Regions from separate parts of the Arabidopsis thaliana genome. Here region 2 is linked to region 1. A link is a contact called in public ChIA-PET data. All regions are on one chromosome and are shown on one strand. Each heading gives the region's core, a stretch centred on a gene start, on an enhancer-like site or on the middle of the called end of the contact. The rest is flanking DNA. Distances are from core to core; before and after follow the strand shown. Region 1 holds the start of TRM15 (GPI-anchored adhesin-like protein, putative (DUF3741)). Region 2 holds the start of DGD2 (digalactosyl diacylglycerol deficient 2).

Region 1 (6,261 bases), core at 867-3,366:
ATTTTGTTAAAGCATTGATATCAAGAATAAATTAGGGTACTAAAAATTAGTAACTAAAGTGAAGTGACAGGTTTAGAAAATTCTTAACCCACATATATATTTAATTACGCCCAACATTATGATTAAGGCTACTATAATGTTGCTTATCCGTCAGGTAAAACAACTCATCCATTGCCCTTTTTCAGCAATTTTTTTTTTTTTAATATTGGTTAGATTTGCTTTTGGCCTAAACCTTATTTTAAGAAAAAAACAATTACAGTGAAAGAAGAAAATTCATGTGTTATCGTCTTTGAGATTTGTAAAGCAATCACCAAGATTGTCCTGTCAAGTTGCTTAATGATGTATTTTAACCTTTTAAAAGATTAAAGCTTCGATGGTTTTTGATGTGTAGGTGAAACATCAAGATAAAGTCCATTGACCCAAACTAGTTAGTAGTTATGGTAGTCATGATTCTCAACTACTATTATTATCCTACCCATTCCTAAAGTTCAATAGATTTTAACTAAGAAATAATTTTAAAGGTTCAACTGCAATATTTAATATATTTAGCATGTATAGTTTTTATTTGTGATAATTTGGATTTATTTTTTTAATATATCACTTGCAAAAATGATTTCTATATTTTGCAATAATATATCACAATATTTTGCAAGGACCTTATAGGTCCGAATGGAGACGTGAAGTTTAATTGCGAATTAAGTGCGGTCCGGTTTAAATAATAACGAAAATATATACTTATACACAGGTCGGCTCATATTATTTTTGGACCTTGTGCTCAAATTTTTGTTTTCAGAAAATTTAAAGTGTTAGTTACAAACTTTTAAAATTTTGGACCCTTATTGCAAAAATATCAAAAAATTTAGATCTTAAAACCTTGTTAAAATTAGAAAAAAATGGTGGATCCAGTGCTTTAGCACTGCCTCTAAGCCGAGCCTGCTTATACATATATGCAGAGAATTTTGCACTATTTGAAACGCACCGCATTGTACAGTTCGGTCACCATTAAATTGTAAATGATATAAATTGTGATAATAATACGGTTTAGATGCTTAGAAACTCCACGTTAAGGGAAAAATTGCTTACAGTGTCACTAACTTCGTCAGTGGTTTGTACCCAAAAAAAAAAACAATTCCTCAGTGGGAGAGAGTTTATGTCGTCAATATCTATTTGTCGGTCGATAAGTGCCAACCTCAAAAAACAATGACACGTTTGTATCAATTTCTGAATCTTAATTTATACTATAAAATAGTGTATACGTTTGTACGCGTGCTATTGATAGATAAGTGGTAACTATGTGTGTTTTGTGTATGTAAATGTATAACTATGGTCCCGTCCCTGACTGAATTAAGTTGCTTAAAGAAAACTCAACTCAAGTAACTGAGCATGGTCAAGATCTATTCGATTAAATTTTGATATATATACCAAATGGTTTCGACTTTTGCTAATTGCTATGCCACATGAATCAGACAATGCTAGCTAATTATTTCTGTTGTACCATAAAGTGCTTGGCTTTATCAGTAAACCCCACATAACAACATTTTGCTTAACGGAAACTTTAAGTACGAGTTCTAACATTCAATTATGCTCTGTTTGATTAGATTCAAACAAATAAATAGTTTCTTGATATTGTAAAGTTCTATTTGTGTATTTAATATCATATATAAGTTTTTTTTGCGATTCAAACTCGAGTTAAGATAGAGACGATTGACGTGACGTTACAATATATGCACACGAGTCACAACAAAATATTATATCTATAATCGACGGTTGAAACAAGAACTCTAGCTAATGTTTTGGTTACACTCGGTTTTCGGACATGGTTTAGAAAAGCACAACTCTTCCTTAAGAGAATGACAAAACGTCGTCGTTAACTTTAGATTAATGACTTGGTCAATGAAAACAATCGCATTTGGTGTAATAATCTCAAATACTACGTGTTCTCCATATTCCATAACCAGCCAAGCAAAAGCACCAATGACCAATTACGTCTCTCCTCTTTGGCCGCGCCCACTCAATTCTTATAATTTATCTATTTGCACCCTCTTTCTCTAAAAAGTTACAATTTGACCCCTATAGTTTCACTTTCACTTATTCTTATAATTTATCTATTTGCACCTTTTTCCTCTAAACGTTACAATTTGACCCCTATATTTTCACTTTTATTCATACAAGCCCATTTTGTTTTTCTCTCTGCTTTCATGCTCGCAGACAACAATCCTCGTCACTGCCATGTCTCAAATTCAGAGCTTTGAGAGATCAATTATTTACCGGTGAGGCTAATGATGAAGGCTGTTGAAAAAATCTCTGCAAAATACTTTTCTTCCATGTAAAGCTTCTAACTTTTTCTCTCTCTCTCTCTCTCTCTCCTCTGTTGTTTCTGTAGAGAGGAATAGAAGATGATGGGCCCATTTTCCAACTGTGATTGTTCTCTTTATATTTCTTTCTCCTGTGGAGGCTAGCAAAGGCCACGACGTTGTGGTTGTCAAATTGGCATAAAGTTTTCCACTTTTTTACTCTGATTTTTTCTCCCATTTCTCTCTCACTTTTTCTTTGCCTTTGCCCAATTCAGAGAACTAATGGCTTTGTCGGTCATCGATAGATAAACAAAATTTAATCTTTATCTCTCTCTTTCTCTTGTTTGTCAAAAGATGCCCACCAACACAGAAATGAGGAAAAAAAGATCTCTTTTTTATTTGAATGTTGAACAGTAAGAAGAAGGTTTATTCTATTCTATTGGGTTGGGTTGTTCATCAACTTTGGAAATTTAAAGATGCATTTTTTATGATCCTTTTTTCTCCGCCTTTGTTGTTGATTTGATCGTGTATGATTACGGAAGCTTGGGGGGGTTTTTATCAGACAGAACCTGGAAAAGTTGTCAGATGAAACAATGTGGCTTGGAGATTGGATCATCAACTTTTCCTCTGTTTTCAACTTTATAAGCTATCATTTTGCTTAATCTTCTTCATTCTCTTCTCTCGGCCTTGGCTTTGAAGAAATCTCAATTTTCTTCTTCTTCTTCTTCTACCGTTTTGTCCGGCGATCAGAGCTGGTTCAGGAGAAACCTTAAGTCTTGGTATCAAAAGAAAGAAAGTTTTGGAATTTACCTCTGCTGCTGCAACTTGCAACACTTTTTTTATATATATTGGATTTTTCTATGGCTTTGCTCAAACGTAAGCAAAGCAGATGAAATCTAGCTACAATCGCTGTTGCCCTTGTATGAAGTTTGGAATTTAAGGAATTCAGGAGAATCTAAGAGGTACTTTCTTGTACTTTCCTCTTCTGTCTTTTTCCAATAGGGAAAGGTATCTTATTTGCTCCATTAGTCTGTATCTCTCAGGCTTTGTGTTCTCTTAGTTCTCCTTAATCTTTGCCTTATTAGTTGAACAAGTAAGCAAATTATAAAAGGAGTTTGCTTTAGGGAACTGGTAGAGGATCCTTTACTTCTTACTTGTTATCTTAATTTATTTCTCAAGAATTCCATTGCAGTGTTTAGGAAGGCTAATTCTTTCTTCTCTTTTTAAGTACTCCTAAGCGTGGAAATTTTTTGGTCTTGTTCTCTTGTTGTTTGTTACTCAAGGATCTGAGATTGTTGTCCATAAGTAGAATTTACCGGAGTTGTAATTTCTATATCTGAAACTCATTATTGTACCGTTGTGTGTGGTGTGTCTTATAGTTTGCTGCTTAATAGTTTTCTTGTTCTTCTTCAGCATTTCTAAAGGGGCAACGTTATAGAAGGTTAGGAAGGAGCATTTGTATAGAAAGTCATGGCGAAGAAAACACAACGTCGTGCTGCTGCTCGACAGGAGAGGGAACAGTTAGGGTGCATGTGGGGATTTATGAATATGTTTAGTTTCCGCCATGGACCACTGGCTCACAAGCTGCTTCTCGACCAAAAGCATGGTAACAACCTTCTCAAGTCTCTGGCATCTTTGGTTTTGCATTAATCGTGAAAGACTTCTTTTGGCTGATAGTTATGTTGATTGTTCCAGCTTCTGGAAATCCTAAGAACAATGAGCTTAACAAGTCCAAATTCCGCGAAAAGGATGCTCAAGAAACCCATGTAAGCTTTTAAACTTATTGGGAACATCCTTAACTCTTTTTCTATTGTCTTAAGAGTCTCCTGTGGATTAATTCCTTGAACTGTTTAAAGGTTGGTGAAGAACGCAATATCACGATAACGATTATAAAGCCAAGTGTGAAGAAGCTTATAGCAGAAGAGTTGTCCATTGACAAGGAAATCAAGAAGCAGAGGGAGAATGCTGAAGCAGGACAGTTGTCAGACTCTGAACTTGAAGGAAGAAGAAGGAAAAACCAGAGGAGAAAAAACAAGACTCGCAAGAAAAGCTGCGATAATTTTAGCCATATGAACTTAGTTGACAGTGAAGAGCCTCTAGTTCAACGCAGAAATCGTAGGTCTGCAAGGAGTGTTGACATTGATAATATGATTGAAGAGTTCTATTCTGAAATTCATCGCAGAAGTACAAGCCATGCAAAGAATGACGAAGATTACAAAGAAAAACTGAGGGAGTTGGTCAAGTTTTTAATCAGTCAGAAGCTTTTACATGGGAACCGTCCCAGAGGAAATAGTGAAATACTTACATCTAAGGATTTGATGGAAGTGTTTCAAATTCTGGGATCAGATGAAGAATTGTTTCTCAAACTTCTGCAAGATCCAGAGATACTTGTGCCTAGGGAGAAAGGAGCAGAAAGCTTGAGTTTGGTTGAGTCAGAACAATCTTCTCTTGCTGATAAGAAATGGTCTAGCTTTTTCAGGAGAAAAGATGAACCACAAGAAGAATGTGAAGCTTCAGATAGGATTTTCATTCTGAAGCCAAGATCAGCTAGCTTTTCAAGTCCGGACATAGGAAATAGTCGTGGTTCGTCACCTGATTCTCATTTGATGGGAAACAAATTGCAGAACGAGAGAAACAGTTCACATTACTTTCTTTCTGAGATCAAGAGGAAACTAAAACATGCAATCAAAAAGGAGCAACCGGCCGGGGGATTTGGGGAAGGGTTTCCGAAAACTAAAGATCATTTCTTTCTCGAGCGGATGGCGAAGCCTTCAACATCTCAGAAGAAATCTCATAGTGAAGATGATAAAAAGCAAAGGGTATCCAACATTTACACAGAGGCCAAGAAACATCTGTCTGAGATGTTAAACAATGGAGATCTTGATTCGAAGTCAACGAGCAGACAGGTCCAAAGAAGCCTAGGGAGAATTCTCTCCTTTCCTGAGTACTTGTCTCCTCTAAACAGCCCAGGAAGAAGATGGGAAAAGAGCTCAACTGCTCACAAGAAGTCTGCTTCAGCGGATTTCATAAATCTTGTGAACATCAAGAAAGAAACTCATGCGAGCCAACCAGAGGAAAATACTGATATTCAGGTCTGCAATCTAAGCAAAGAACCTGATGATTCTATCCAACCAATCGCAAGTGAACCTAATGAGAAAAGTGTTGACATTGAGGATGAAACTGCTAACGAAGATAACATGTTTTCTGCAGGTAATAATATTTCTGTCTCATAGTAAGGCTCTCTGTTTTGAGTAACAATAATTTATTTTATAACCTTTCTTCCAGGTTCTGCAGATGATGTGATGATTCCCAATGAGCTAGATGAAGTTCCAGAGGAAGCAAGCTCTACATTGATTGGTGACTTATCAAAAGTTGAAGCTCAGGATGAACAGAGAGATAGTATAAACTCGAAACAGGCAAGTCATTTTGATTGACCCCTAGAACATTACCTTTTTTGTATGGACTTTAAAATGAGGAAATGGTGGAAGACTTAAATTGGTTTTGCTGCTTCTTTTTTTCTACAGACCTCTCTTGAAGAGAGCCAACCACCACTGTCTTCCTCTGTGGCCTCACCATCCCACTGTTTAGCTCAAACTGAGGAGTGCAAATCAGCTATTACTGATTTTCCGGAGTGGTCAAGCCCAATATCAGTTCTTGAGCCACTCTTCGTCGAAGATGATATAAGCCCAGCAAAAATGCGATCTCAGTCTGGTATGTAGAAAAAGATCCCAACATCTACTACTAGACTTGGATTCTAGTACTTAGTTCTTCAATATTGACTCATTTTTACAACTCAGGTGAAGCAGAGGTGCAACCGTGGTGTATCCACTTCGATGAAAAAGATCCTGCACCTACATACCGAGAAAATTCTGTGACAAGTGACAAAGAATTGGTGTTTAAGTATGTAAAAGCTGTCTTGGACGCAGTAGACTCAGACATCGAAGAGCTCTATCTAAAGGCGCAATTC
Region 2 (6,033 bases), core at 2,378-4,877, 47 kb after region 1:
TAAGTACCTCTTCGGCTGTCCATCCTCCTTTAGTTGATCTTCTAGTAGGACCACTCACTCTTCTGTATCTTTAACCACAAATCAAACATCACAAAGCAATCATAAGATCAAACCCTAATGACATATAAACATATATACTTAAAACTGATATTATAAATTTCCCACTAATCTTAATCATCACACATAAAAACCTTAATCACATATATATATAACACCCACCCCCAAATTCATCAAGTTGCAACAAATATAAACCAAACCACAAAATATAATTGAGGAACGAACAAGAGATGGACGAAGAGAAACATACCCTTTTGAAGAGTCATCAATTGCAAAAATAGGAGTAACGTCGTCGGTGTTGTTATCAGACTCGGACTCTGATCGATTTAAATCAATAGACTCTGTCATAAGTCTTTCAGAAATTGACAAAACCTAAAACCCTAAATAACAGCCTCAACTAACGAGAATATAGAAGAAAACAACGAGATCCTAAACTACATAACTATCTTAAACTATAAATTGAACGGACAAGAGTTTTTTCAATCGCAAAAAGTTCTAATCTATGAGAGAAAGACTTGAAATCGCTCTGTCGAGAGAAAGAGGAGAGACTGAAAAGGATTTGTCGTTCAGTAACGGCTATCCAAAAAATCTTTTTTTATGCATAAAGAGATTCTCTAGTCCATTTTTCTCTCTAAAATATTAATATTTAATTACTTTTTTTCTTGGTAAATGTTTTTTTTGTGGGATTAAGATTCTATATTATCTTTTTGATAATAAAAACAAAAATATTAGCAAAATAGAAAAGATTCACAAGATCTTTATTAGAAGAAAAGTGAATGGTATGCATAAATAAAATCCATGAAAAGTAAACCATTAATGCACAGGACACGAGTTACTCATAGTTCATATGTTAAATGGTTTTCTTATTAGCAATTAGATATGGCTCTAATATGAGCAATTGGCCACATAAGTGGACAAATGCGAATTCGAAATGATATGTACAGCTTCTGATTCTTTTAATGGAATCATATACTAAATTTTATAATTCAGACTCGTGTCATCATACATGTTCCACAAGATGAAAAATCTAACTTTCATCATCAATATTACACCAAAGCTGCTATAGAATGATTCAGATAGTATACATTGATTTATACACAAAAATATCCCAATGATATGCAGACAAAGATAAATTAAAAAACAGGTCAATCTTGCTTGCGAGTATTTGGGGAAGGAGTGTTGAGAGACAAACCAAGATCTCTACATAACTCTTCATCGGGCTGCAAGCTTCCAGGTATAGCACCAAAAGCTGTTCTGGAAGCTTCAAATCCAGACGCCAAGAAATGAATATACGCTGACATATCCTCCAAGTTTTTCCCCACACTAATCGAAGATGACGCAAACACACTTCTCTTTGACAAGTTCGAATCAGCTCTTGATAACCGGTTCAGATCAGAGACTTTTATAAACCGTTGTGTAGCAGCTTCCCATGATAGTTCATGCCTTTGTTGCTCTGTAAGTTGCGATGGTTGTTCCCCAAGAGCCTTGAGCGTGGCTCTTACAAAACCTTGTCCATCGTCATAGGTTCTGCAGTTGGGAAACTGTTTGAAGAACTTGTTCGATATGTGATTCGCGCATACTACTATTTTTCCCATCGCCAAGGCTTCTGCAGTTGTTGTACACACAACGTCTGTCGTGCTGGGGTTGAGAAACACTTTATAGCTGAAAATAGAAGATGGAAAAGTTTAAGGTATAGAATCCGATAGACTGCAAGGAAATCAATCAATCTTGAGGCTGTTAAGAACTAGAGACTTACTTGTGAAATAGCGAGTCAGCGTGATCACGTCCTGGGTAAACATTAACCGTCAAGTCGAGTTTTCGGGCTGCTTCTTTGATCTCTTCAGAGTCCTCTCCATCACCGTATAAATCAACCTCTAACTCGGCAAGTTCCTTTTGGTGTTTCTCAAGTAGTTTAAGAAGCTCCTTGTACCCTTTGCTCCAGACCATCTTACCAATGTAGTATGCGCCTTTAGTGAAGGGCTGCTCCTGGAGCTTCTGCTGTTCTAGTTTTCTCAACCCAATTTCGAGAAATTTAGGGTTGACGCCATGAACATTGCAGACTATAGATTTAGGGTATTCTTGAGTCGCAGCAGATAACCTGATTACCTGCAGGAGTAACATCATTGGTACAAGTCCTGATTCACATCAAAAGGACCGGCCATAATTGTGGTCACATTCCAACAAACTGTCTTGATTCTCAAATTAAACCCAGCCATTGGATATATTCACATAATTGAGCAATCACTCTATCATGTCCTAGTGGCTGTAAAGAAGAAAGAAGTTTACCTTGTGGCAGTAAATGCCAACAACCCAACTATTTAAGTATTTGAGGAAAAATGCTTTGACACGGCCTTGTTTCTCTCTTTTAACGTATTCCAAGTAGTTAGTGTGTACGATTCCTATGACGTAGTTGAACTTAGTTTTCCATTTTTGGCCATGATGAAACCATGTGAGATGCTCAGGCTCCTCGAGGACAGCAATGTCTGCCTCTTCATCAGGAATGGCATCAGATATATCCCCAACAGGAAGAATACTCCTTTTGTCAATAGCAAACTGCCATAAGATAAATTTGAATTGCTAAGGTTGGCACAACACAGTCACAGAGTACTACGTAAAAGAAATGGAAGAATTCAACTCTATATCACACGGAAATGAAACAATCGACTCTATGAAAGGAAGCAGTATGTGTTTGGTACCCAAAAGAAGATTCTTGAGAGTCATACCTTTCCAGGATAGAAACGTATCTCAAAGGCTAAACGAAAAGAGACTCTCTCCTCAAGCCACTGGCGGACATAAGCTTCTTGCTCTGACGGGGAACTAAAAGTGATGCTATTTGGGTAGACAAGCTTTTGGTGCTTCAAAGTCAGCCATGGAATCACCAACGTGACCCGTCTTTCCCCATCATTTGCAAGGTAGGCAGCACGGAAGAGAGGATTAACAGCAGTTCCCGTAAGCCATGGAATACTAGCTGTTGTAAATATCGCAATGTGTTGCTCCTGCTGATTAGTCATATCATCTCAAGCTAAACCTCTACAAATTATCAAACAAAAAGAGTAAACCAATAGATTCTTGTAATTGAGTTTGATCTGATTATTGCATCTTCCCAATAAGGATAACATTCGACTACAAATTCTTAATTTTTCTGCAAATTCAAACAATCTTTTCACACGATTCAAGCGATTTTCGATTACATCAAAAAAAAAAAAAAAAAAAAAAAATGAAGCCATACCTGTAAGATTCCAATTCAGAAACAATCTTTGAGTTGACAGAATTTATAAAAGCTGATGATTCGCGTCGAGTTGGGGCAAATAAGCAAACGTAGAAGGAAGAGAGACGAAACAATATTCTAGGGTATGCGTGAGAAGGAGAGAATATTCTCGGAAGATCTTCTTCGTTTCATTGTTTATACAAAATTAACAGACTGGTTGGTCTTCGCAGGATCCTCCAATCTCCAACATTCTTTTTCCGCCAAGTCTAGAACGAAGAAGAATCTAAAAACGACTTTGCGTGTCTAGACTACGTGTCGTTTCTTTTACATTTAAACATCATCAAGTTTCACTTTCAAAGTTAAGAACGCCGGGCTTTGACCAGTGTTATAGGGTAGGCCCAATTATTGACAAGCCCATTGCTTACTCAAACTGTGTGCCGTTTCAATCCCACAATTATTGATTGAAAACCAAACCTTAATTCCGAAACCATATCAACCGTTTTACATTGGTTTTCTCAAACCGAGATTTTTCTCCATAGAAAGAAGCAGAGTGGTAAAGAAGAGCACATAAGGGAATACTATCATGGGAGCATATGAGAATGAGATTCAGAGTCAAGCGTTAACCTAACACCTTCCTTGAAAGAAGTTGGAGAGAGCTCAAGTGTATGAATCAGTTTAGTTATGTCCATAGATATATCTGCTGGTGACACTACGCCACGATCAATCTGACAAAATAGCTGAGACTCATTAAGTGACTGATCTGCAATATTCAACAAGTGAGATTCATTTGTGAAAGCCTCATACATACCGATGATGCAGACACATGTTTAATCAAGGACAGGTCGTATCCTCTGACTTCTGCAACCATTTGAGCCATTTGAACACGAGATAGCCTCTCGGGTCCACCAGCATTCAGAACTAGCCGCATCTGTTTATCATCTGAAAGCAGCAACAACATGTTGTTATGATTCTACATTTTATGTACAATGATGCAGAGCGAGAGAATGAAACTCAGTAAAAAAGAATCTACCAGAGACCCATCTGTCTATTAATTTGAAAGTGATATTCACAAGATCCTTAACGTAAATGGGGCAACGAAACTCGTCATGGAAGAAGTCTACCGTGTCCCCTTTCTTTAAGGAGCTATCAATCCACTAAAACATAAAAGACGACCAGTTTCATGGCTAACTCAATGAACTCAAGTGTGTATATATATCTCTGAGAAATTGTGTTAAGAAGCACCTGAATTGGGAGAGTCTTGGGGAGAGGTGATACAGTTTGAGGACCAAAGATGATACTACTTCTCAATATTGCAAAGCTTTGACACTTATCCTTGATGAGAAGCTCTGCTGCAACTTTTGATTTCCCATAAACGTTGACTGCAACAGTCTCATCTTCTTCCTTGTAGAAAGACTTGACACCTTGATAAACTGAAATTGAGACATGAAAACCAAGTGCAAAAGCATAAGTCATGACTCATGATGAGATTAACACTATAACAGTGGCTAATGCAATTGGCAACTAACCTTGATCAGTAGAGAGATGAATCAACAAGGTTTTGTTAGTCTCAAAACTTGATAACCAGTTTACAAGAGAAGTAGGTACGTTGATGGACATGGCGGAATCTGGATCTTGCTCGCAAGCTCGTGGGACAGACAGAGCAGCACAATTCACGACCACATCAGGCTATAATCAATGGAACAAAGTGTTGCTTTTCAGACCAGAGAGTCTAATACACAGATTCACATGTTCATTTACCAAGCAATTCCTAGAGGAAAGAACATTAATCGAGCTAGAGATTACGAAATCGGAACCTGACGAAAGTCCTGGGATATGGAATTGAGCCCTAGACCGGATTTAAGATCGACAGGAAACGCGGGGGAATGAGGGAAAGCGTCGAGCAAACGAGCGGGAAGTGGAGAAGAATGGTGAGTGAAAGCGACGTCGTATAGCTCACATTCACCGCCATAGTTGCCGGCGAAAGCTTGAAGAAGATGCTGACCCAAGTATCCAGTACCTCCCACAATTAGCACTTTCGTCTTCTTCTCCATACTTTTCCCAAATTCCCCGATCCAATCACTCTCCGGTGTTTGCTTAATTTAAATTTTAACTTAAACATAGCACGATCACTGTTGGAATTTCCGGTTTGGTATTCTGGTTCGAGTTGATATTCTCCGGTTTGGAATGATTTTCGGTTAACATGCTTCTGCAACTGCATTAACAACTCTTCAAAGTTGGTTGAATCTCGAAACCATTTAAACCTTTTGGTATCAGAACAAAAATGGTAAAGCAGGAAAATGTAGAAGAAAGATATCATTATTGGCTTATTATTGCCAAAACAGTATATAAAGTTGTAATCATTATCATCAGAAATAATCGTAAGAAGTTGGAAAAATGTCCAAAAAAAAAAAGGAAAAGTACAGGTTGACCTAGAACTAACCCTGTTCTTGTTCTTAAGCCCTCTTTTTGGCATTGTTTTTCTTAAAACATATCACATTTTGAAGAAAAAAAGAATGTTGATCACAAATAAAAGATGAAGCGAAGATTTTTTGTCTTTTGGCTTTCTATGAAACCTGAGAAGAGTTATATAGAGTTGTTGTCTATTTCTCGTGAACGAGAGGGCTGTAAACAGGGAACCACATGTTGCGTGTAATGTAATTCACTGTATCCTCCTGTTGGTGGCATTAAATGAAGCAATTAGATTCCATTTTCTAAATTACCTTATACATGTTCTGATACAAATATATCTCTCAGTTACTTGATTCATA

Evidence for each region. ChIA-PET counts read pairs in DNA pulled down with a chosen protein or histone mark.
Region 2: an H3K4me3 ChIA-PET map of shoot shows a contact between it and region 1, with 10 read pairs. The contact joins the promoter of DGD2 here to the promoter of TRM15 in region 1. A contact is called at or near these places in 3 of 26 Hi-C or Micro-C datasets (root, shoot and vegetative nucleus) and 1 of 2 datasets of contacts at active chromatin or transcription factors (shoot).

The regions. Positions count from the first base shown.
Region 1 is chr4:191,412-197,672 of TAIR10.1, forward strand. It overlaps TRM15 (GPI-anchored adhesin-like protein, putative (DUF3741)), which reads left to right and starts at 2,117. Exons shown (of 7, transcript NM_116269.4): 1 at 2,117-3,256; 2 at 3,708-3,900; 3 at 3,990-4,060; 4 at 4,151-5,504; 5 at 5,580-5,710; 6 at 5,819-6,005; 7 at 6,092-6,261. The coding sequence starts at 3,765.
Region 2 is chr4:236,952-242,984 of TAIR10.1, forward strand. It overlaps DGD2 (digalactosyl diacylglycerol deficient 2), which reads right to left and starts at 3,628. Exons shown (of 5, transcript NM_116279.5): 1 at 3,287-3,628; 2 at 2,781-3,087; 3 at 2,344-2,610; 4 at 1,814-2,163; 5 at 1,004-1,719. The coding sequence starts at 3,068. The coding sequence ends at 1,203. AT4G00560 (NAD(P)-binding Rossmann-fold superfamily protein) reads right to left here and starts at 5,546. Exons shown (of 5, transcript NM_202762.2): 1 at 5,080-5,546; 2 at 4,792-4,951; 3 at 4,508-4,695; 4 at 4,074-4,204; 5 at 3,683-3,990. The coding sequence starts at 5,316. The coding sequence ends at 4,184. It overlaps MYB3R2 (myb domain protein 3r2), which reads right to left and starts at 631. Exons shown (of 9, transcript NM_116278.1): 1 at 308-631; 2 at 8-62. The coding sequence starts at 405. NAD-ME2 (NAD-dependent malic enzyme 2) reads right to left here. Exons shown (of 19, transcript NM_116281.4): 19 at 5,510-5,937. The coding sequence ends at 5,866.